Regions from separate parts of the Mus musculus genome. Here region 1 is linked to region 2. The links are chromatin contacts, called in public Hi-C maps. All regions are on one chromosome and are shown on one strand. Each heading gives the region's core, a stretch centred on a gene start, on an enhancer-like site or on the middle of the called end of the contact. The rest is flanking DNA. Distances are from core to core; before and after follow the strand shown. Region 1 overlaps Cacna1c (calcium channel, voltage-dependent, L type, alpha 1C subunit). Region 2 overlaps Cacna1c (calcium channel, voltage-dependent, L type, alpha 1C subunit).

Evidence for each region. Hi-C and Micro-C count contacts between places; a contact is called where the count stands out from the background.
Region 1: a Hi-C map of the N1E-115 cell line shows a contact between it and region 2, with 2.8 times the contacts expected there. The contact joins two enhancer-like sites. A contact is called at or near these places in 6 of 484 Hi-C or Micro-C datasets (the HL-1 cell line, the N1E-115 cell line, Sertoli cells and 3 more).

What each region holds. Positions count from the first base shown.
Region 1 is chr6:119,017,214-119,021,224 of GRCm38.p6, reverse strand. All of the region lies in intron 3 of Cacna1c (calcium channel, voltage-dependent, L type, alpha 1C subunit), which reads left to right. Among named protein-coding and RNA genes, the nearest start is that of Gm50599, 4.5 kb to the right of the region's middle. Within about 2 kb of position 2,009, at least 14 of the 459 cell types and tissues checked have an H3K27ac peak or open chromatin away from gene starts, as enhancers often do. A contact at or near this core is called in the N1E-115 cell line, where this site is marked.
Region 2 is chr6:118,930,926-118,934,806 of GRCm38.p6, reverse strand. The region is part of intron 3 of Cacna1c (calcium channel, voltage-dependent, L type, alpha 1C subunit); the gene reads left to right. Among named protein-coding and RNA genes, the nearest start is that of 4931430N09Rik, 53 kb to the right of the region's middle. Within about 2 kb of position 2,071, at least 8 of the 459 cell types and tissues checked have an H3K27ac peak or open chromatin away from gene starts, as enhancers often do. A contact at or near this core is called in the N1E-115 cell line, where this site is marked.

The DNA of each region.
Region 1 (4,011 bases), core at 760-3,259, 86 kb before region 2:
AACTGCTTCCATTAGCAAAAGAGGAAAGAGAACATTTGTTGGTATTGTAGTGGCTTATGAATAAATTACGGAAGTAGGCAAAAGACAACACATACGAATCCACTGTTTCACAGCCTTGGAATTCACCTGGCTTTTGCTTCACAGCTCTGGTGTCACTGTTGGTGTCTGTGCCATGACACAGTAGTATGAACTGCTTCCTTCAGTCCTACTGGAGAATATGGCCCTGTTGGAACTTGGAATGCTCAGTAGTGATTCTTTATACTACGATGTTGGAATTGGAGAGGGAGGGATGTGTTCCCCTCTGGTCCCTGGAGAACCCCAGGCAGTACTCATGGTAGTAGCAAGGCCTATCCATTTATTGGCTCTACACCAATAGGAAATTCTTGGCTCTGAATCCATAGAGAAGTAGATTTGCCCAGTCAGGAAGCATTGCCCAGGCGGTTTGTAGGCTTGCTGGAGAGCAGAGAGCAGGGGCCTCACTGAGTCAGGGCTGGGTAACACTCTGATGGTCTACATGCACTGTTTCAGGGAAGGGTGCCTAGAGGGTCACCAGCTGTCTTTAACACCCTGGTCTGCTCCATCTTGGTGGCAGTTCAGGCTTTGGCTGCTTAAAGAGCTGGGATGCTGCCTTGGAAAGTAGCAGCTCACGCTAACATGGGGGCTGTGGGGGCAGTGACACGGTCCCTCTGAACTGCTGCTAACACACATGTAAGCCAGTGTTTCCCTCCATGAAGGCAAGGCCCAGGGTGGTGTCTTGTGAATTACCTTTTTGTGTTTTTACTTCCATAAATGTCATCTTTTTTAGAGCTGACTAAGTGAGCTCTTACATGGTTTAAAAATGTATCTCTAATATCCATCTAGTTTGACATAGGTACCATGGTCCTGTTCTTCACAAGGCAGCTGGCTGGGTAGGGTAGGCTCCTTATTCTTGGGAAGCCTGAGGCTAAGTATTTTCTGTCTGCCTTTCTACACAGTCTGCTGTTTCCATAATGGCCATTTTCTTAGATCTTTGTGAAAATACCAAGAAGTGGGAGAATGGGCCCGTGGCATAGGATGTTCAAGTTCACTCACAGCACACATCTGCTAACCTGGTGGTTCTGGAGGGAGTCAGACCTCTGCTTGGACCACCCTCTCCTTGTGCTCTGAGATCTCTTCCAAGTTGCTCTCTTGTTCCCTTGCCTTCGCATTTGCCCTTTCAGAGCCCCTACAGATCCAGGCACTGTTTCCTGGCTTTGACAAACTGCTCAGTATACTGGGGGAAGGGCACTGAGGAAACAGACACTTGCTCACGGAGCCCCATGTGTGTGGATTCCTGGGATTAGGGAGAGGGAGAGAGACCCAGAAGAATGCAGGTGGGAGGGAGGGTGCAGGAAGTCTCCCATCCAGGCTTTTGTAGAGTTAAAGCTTGCTTTCTGGGTTTTTGTTTGTTTGTTTGTTTTGTTTTTTGTTTTTGTTTTTTTTTTTTTGTTTTGTTTTGTTTTTTTTTTTTGAGACAGGCTTTCTCTGTATAGCCCTGGCTGTCCTAGAACTCACTCTGTAGACCAGGCTGGCCTTGAACTCAGAAATCCACCTGCCTCTGCCTCCCAAGTGCTGGGATTAAAGGCGTGTGCCACGACGCCCGGCGAGGCTTGCTTTCTTGTCCCTTTGTCTCAAGCACTTTGCATTATGTTTGGGTATAGTAGATGCTTAGGAAATGGAAGCCCAGGCCCAGCTGTGATTGGCAGTTATGTCTCTGGTTCTGCCCTGACTTTTGTCTGTGCAAGGCTGAATCATTTCAGGAGTCTTTGCATTTTTGGAGCTGGTTCTTTTGCTCAGTCTCAGCCTTTTAAACAGGGCTTCAGGAAAAGGGCCTTTGGAAAGGAGTTTCTTCCTCATATTGGGGACAAAGCCCTCAGGAGAAACACCCACTTTAGAGAGAAAGCTTGGAACTGATGCACAACTTATAGAGAGGACAGGCCTGGCTGCCCCGCCCTGTGTTCCGTTAAATAAGCCAAGCCTGCCTCAGTGCTGGGTCTTGGCCCAGGATGGAGAGTATCCACTAATGAGGCAAGTGACTTCAGGAAGATCAAAATAATTAGTCAGTTCTCACTGCAAACATGAGTCACCACTTAAAGACATCATGTTCTGGTTGGCGAGCTAGGGGGTTGAGATAGAAGACTCCTGGCTCCTACTCCCCAGGGGTGCCAAGTGCGTATGAGAAGCCTACTAGCTGTGGATAATGGACGCAGACTCAAGTTCCACTCGGCCTGCTCTTGGCTTCCCCTCCTTCCATATCCAGTAGAAAGGGAGCTGGGGGACTGGATGCCCACACAGTCCATGGTCTGGAGGCTAGATAAGGTGACCGGGGTGCAGATGGGTATCCTGGCATAGAGAAAGCTGGCACTGTTTGCCAGGCCCCTCTGGCTCTGGAGAGCTTGACAGGCATGCAGGGGCTTCCAGGGAGTATTTGGTTGCCTCTTTCTAGCCAGAGTGACACTAACTCCAGCTCAGGGACAGGGATCTCGGATAGTCCTGTCTTGCAGGGGGAGGTTCCCTTGGCATTGGGGGACAAGTCTACATCACATAGCTTTTCCCTGGCATATCTCAACTGGGTGAGTTGGCCTGGGTCTGAGGAACTGGTTGGCCTCTTCTCCAAAGGCTGGCTGGAGTAGGAGGACCTGATGAGGTCATAAGTTCTGCCTCTGTCTGGCCAAAGTCAGAGGTGGGTCTGATGGAATAGAACTTACTTTAGAACCAAGAACACTGGGCCCGGAGAGACCAAGCCTGGGACCTCTGTTCTCATGAGTAGCCATTCCAACCAGATATCAAATGGGACGGCACAGCTGATACCACACCAGTTGAGCAAGCATGTGCTCTCTAGTGTGTCTGGCCTGAGTGAGTGATGGCTGGCCAATGAAGAAAGTGTGCAGGCTCCTCTAGTGGGGAAATCCCACAATGGGGCCCTCTTCTGTCACTTTCTGAGTAGGTGACCACAGGAATATCATTTAAATTCCTTGGGCTTCTCTCACCCTCTCAACTCCTTCCCCCCACTTCCCTGTGGATGTCTTTTGAATGCTCATTGGAATGTAAGTGCCAGACATGCAGTGGGGAGCAATATAGAGAAGGTGGATATTTACTATGAAGAAAGAGAGAAAAGACAAGTGAAGCAAACATCCTAACTAAGTAAGACAACTTCAAATTTCCCTAGGTGCTATAAGGAAGACAGTGTTCTGAGTGGGACATAGGTAGGAATGTGAGAACCTTAGACCACATAGGATAGGGGTCTTCAAGAGGGAGTTCTGTGTGGACTTGATAGGCCTGGGAGAAAGTCATAGTGTAGGGGAATTGGGAAGACAGTGGCCCTCAGGTGAGCAAGCCCAACCTGCAGGCGGCCATAATGCTTTTACTTGCACGCAAGAAAAGAGCTATTGTTGTGTTGTAACATGTAAATGCCGGCGTCATTTGCTAGTGTTTAGCAGCGCCCTAACTGATAGCATGTGGATCACTGTAATAGTGCGGATCTGAAGCAGATGTGGGACAGACTTCAGCATGGAAAAGTAAATGTGCTGTCTGTCTCCACATGGGAGCTCGTAGAATAGCCAAAGGGATGCTTGCCTCCACCCAGGCTTAGTGTTGCGGTGATTTCAGCTCTTCTAGCTGTGAGCCAGAGGTCCTGTCTCATGTAATGTTAGCTCTGATGAGCATTTCCAGAGTCTTGTCACCGGGAGCGCTTGGTCCTCTAATTAAGTAGTAATGTGCTTGTCCAATAAGAACCATATGGTTGCAATGAATCAAGACCGGATTATCTTAGCTGTAAAAATTAATATTAGTATTGATGACAGTAACACTAACGATTTTATGTTTATTTTTTCTTCTTAAGAGCTCAGAATACAATTATTAAAAATGAATGTTCAGATATTCCACCAGTTTAACCTAAAGGGTAAAAGAAATATCTGGAGAGAAAGCAGAGAATTGGCTTAAGACTCCAAGAAGAGACTCAAACCCTCCCATTTTATTTTATTTTATTTTATT
Region 2 (3,881 bases), core at 822-3,321:
CAGCTGGCGGTCTTGTCACATGACCTGAGTCTCTGGTGAGAGAATAGGAGAGACCGTGAGGAAATGAGGGAGGAACACTCAAGGCTGATGAAGGGCTTTATACAGGAAGTCATAGTCCTGAAGGACCCGAGGCTGAGGACTGTGGGAGCAGGGGCAGCTGGCACATCGCTGGACTTTCCTTGGGCTAAGGAGAGCCATGGATCTGCAGGATCAGGCAGGGCTCCTCATCTCCTAAGGCCTTTCATCCTGGTGCCATGGTGTCTCTTGTCGTCAACTGCAGATCTGCAGGTGTTCTTCCCCTTCCCCCACCAGGAAGTCCCAGTCCACTCAAGAAGAGCAGGTGACATCGTTAGCATGCTTGAGAGACTGGCATTGCCAGCGAGTGGGGGTTGCTGGCAGAGTGAGAACCAGATGCTTGCTTGGTGGCTTACTGCTCACTCTCCAGGCGCTGGGCCCCATGTTCAGGACAGACTCTGTGCTTTTGTCCATCCCTTCCTCTTCCAGCAGGACCAGAAGAGGGACATGTGTTTACCATGTTGCTCTCAACAGATCATGTCAGGGGAAGAACACTCCTTAAGAAGGAAATCTCCTAAGAGAAGTGTCAGCCCGGAGCAGCCACTTCATAGTGTAATTTATTCAACATCTAAGACCTTTGGTTTCTCAGCCTCCAGGTAGGGAGAGGAGGAGTATCTGCAGGAGGGAGCAGGTGGAGAGTTCAATGATCTTCAGTGGCAGGTACTGAGGACCTGTGCTTCTTCAAGAAATGTCTTGGGGAAGCATCCCCACAGGTTGCTGGAGACATGGGATGCTGGTGGGGCCACCAAGGCAGCAAACAACCTCCAAGTATTAAGTTGCTTCCTATGTAGCTTTCTTCTTCGTGGCACTGGGTCATCATTCTATAGACCCTATTCTAAGCTGCCCCCCAACCTGATGAACTGAGGACCTGCGGCATCCGTTCAGAAGTCAGGAGCATGTCTGAGAAGTTTCAACAAGGACACCCAGGATGCTTCATCTGTCACTTGGGCAGTAGTCTCAAGGATCCATAAGTTGGTGGCCTCTCAGTTCAGCTTTGCAAGGGTAACAATAGCTATGATGTCTAACAGTAAACCCTACCAGTTACAGATACTGTTTGTACATTATTCTAATGCTCCTGATGACTGTCCACCACTGATATTTGCCTATTTTCTCTTTGATAAGGAGACAGGATTATATAACTCTGGGACCTTGCCCAAGGCCACCTGACTAGGAGCCCATAGAACTAGACCGATTTGACTCTAGGATATACTATTGTAAGCCGTGAAGCCAGTTTCTTTGCAGAGTGAGTGACAGTGGCCATGCTCAACAGATTCCCAGAAGATGGGGGTGGGGAGAATTGCCTGGCACAGTGGCCCCTAGCTGGCATGAGGTACCCTTTCTGGCTGCAGTTCTAAGATTTGGGGATGGGATGAACATCCTTGTCAGTAGACTGACCCCCTAGACCAGCATGCTGGCATGCTTGGCTGGCACCCTCTGCAGTCTTCCTCCAGTGTTCATGGCCTCTTGATGGAGTGACAACTGTGATTCAGCGCTGGCACCCGTGGCAGCAGAGACGTAGTGAAATGGGAGAAAGGATTGTAATTATCTCTTAACACATCTCCACATTGCTCTGCTGTCAGGGCGGTTTTGTTTTCTGATTTATTTTGATCTGCTTAGAAATTAGTTGCTGCAGTGCACTGAGTATGTAATCCATGTCCCGTGAACTCGCAGCCATCAGCTCAACGAAAGCCCAGCAACACATGGCTTTCTTTTCTTGCCTTTCCTTGGTTTCTGTGAGGCTGTGTGTGTCTGTTGACTGTCTTTCTGTCTTTCTGCCATGACTCCTCGTCGTACCTAATGATCTTGTCCGCCAACCTTTCTGGAGGGCTCGTTCCCATAGTGAGCTTACCACCTGAATTGTGTTGCTCTGCTTGTCCTCCTTCACATTCTCAGCCTTCTCTGGTCCTCTCTTGCTGCCTCTGCAGACACCCCTTCTTGCTGTCCACCCCACAGGCAGCTCCCCCACTCTGTTCTGGCATGCCAAGTTTTCCTGGGGAGGTGAGAGCAAACATCTCATCATCCCAGATGGGCACCAGCAACAGGCGAAGTCTGATTCCACCAAGGCTAGCTTGGTGAGAAGAGTGAGCTTATGGGGCTTTCTTGCAAATCACAGGTGACGGGTTAGCTCTGGTGACTCCCAAATAGTACATCACGGCAGAGTCCCAGCCCATCGAGATGAAGACCTCATGGAAGTTGAATTATAGCATCCTGCTTTCAATTAACCTTCAACCTCTGAATTACACTAGCGTCTCTCCAGACCACTTGCCGCTGCTTGAGTGGGTAAAGGCTGGAATTTTAAGTGCATGTCTTGAGACTTTTCCATCTTCCATCTACCAGGGAGTGTCTGTAGTTCCCACTATTACTATAGACCTGGATATAATTGTATTTTTCTCCTCTAGTTGCCATGACTACTAGGACAAAATCCAAGATGGCATCTTATTATGCCCAGAGGAAAAAGTACCACACAGCACAGCCCCACACAGCCCTGGTTTTCACCAAGGATGTGCTGCCACCTCTGTCTGTATTAATGAGAAGCCATGTTCCATGGAGCAGCATGGGGCTGACTCTGACAGCCTCGGCACTGCTGTATCCTGGGATAACTCTCTGAGAAGGTGGCAGTCTCTGACTGTGTTTATTGCTTTTCTAATGATCAGGCCAAGATGAGAAGGAAGCCCACTTGCTGCAGGGAAGTCTCGGTGTAGAGAAGAGAAGTGACCCTGTAGGTGGAGGGGCCCAGTGTTTCCAGAGGTGGCATTTATCACAAACCTTCCTTTGAGGGGTTCACCCCCAATGGATGCTTAGCCAAGCAGAATCTTAGGAGCCAAAGGAAGCTACAGATGGCTACATTCTCAGAGTGGAAACTCAGGCCTGAAGATTTCCATTGAACCATGATTTTCCCTGCCTGTTTGTTCCAGCTACTGAGGCCACCAATATAGCAAATGATGCCACCCAAGTCTAGCAATGGGTTCTTACTTACAGGGGCATGGGTAGCTTGATGCCAAACTGCACTACTGAGCAATTTCAGGGCAGCAACATTTCTGAAGAGACCCATTCCAGCACCTGCTTACCTCTGATTACCTCAGATGAGGATGTTGGGCTCCTGAGGATGTTGGTGGCCTGTGAGCCTCTCCTTCATGGGCATGCCAATGGGCCGTGTCTACTGGATGTCTCATTCTCCTATATGATGGCAATGGTCAAGTCCAATCAAGAGGTAATACACTCTGCTTTCCTTCTGGTAAGACCTTCAGCAGTGCAGTAAATACCTTGGATCAAGTGCATGGGGAAGAGATGGTGACCCAGACCTCACCTGCTGTACTTCTCCTGATTACTCAGGACAACCCTTAGGCATCTGTCTAGGATTCTGAGAGGGATGTGGTGAGAAGACATTGTGGCCAGGGCAGGTGAGTCGATGCGTCCATCCGGAAGCACACACTTACTTGGCAGAGAGCAGTTCTGTGAAGGATGGGGCTCCCAACAGAATTGTTGCCGATTGGGGAACTATTCGGAGAGACAAGAAATATAGCATAAGCTTAGCTTAAGTATACAGGAGCGGGAACAGGGATGATGCAAGGGTTGTGTGGAAACTAGGTGCTCTAATCAGAACACCGAAGACCACAGGGACCAGTGAAAATCTCTAAATGTGGCTCTTCAGTGAAATCATGTAGAGTCTTCAAACCCTAACACCTCTGTATGGCTTAAGTTTCAACACATCGCAAGTTACTGGAAAACTCTGCTGTCAGGTACTATGCCTAGTACCTAGAGTGCTTGCACACAGTAAATCAATCAAATACATATACATATACATA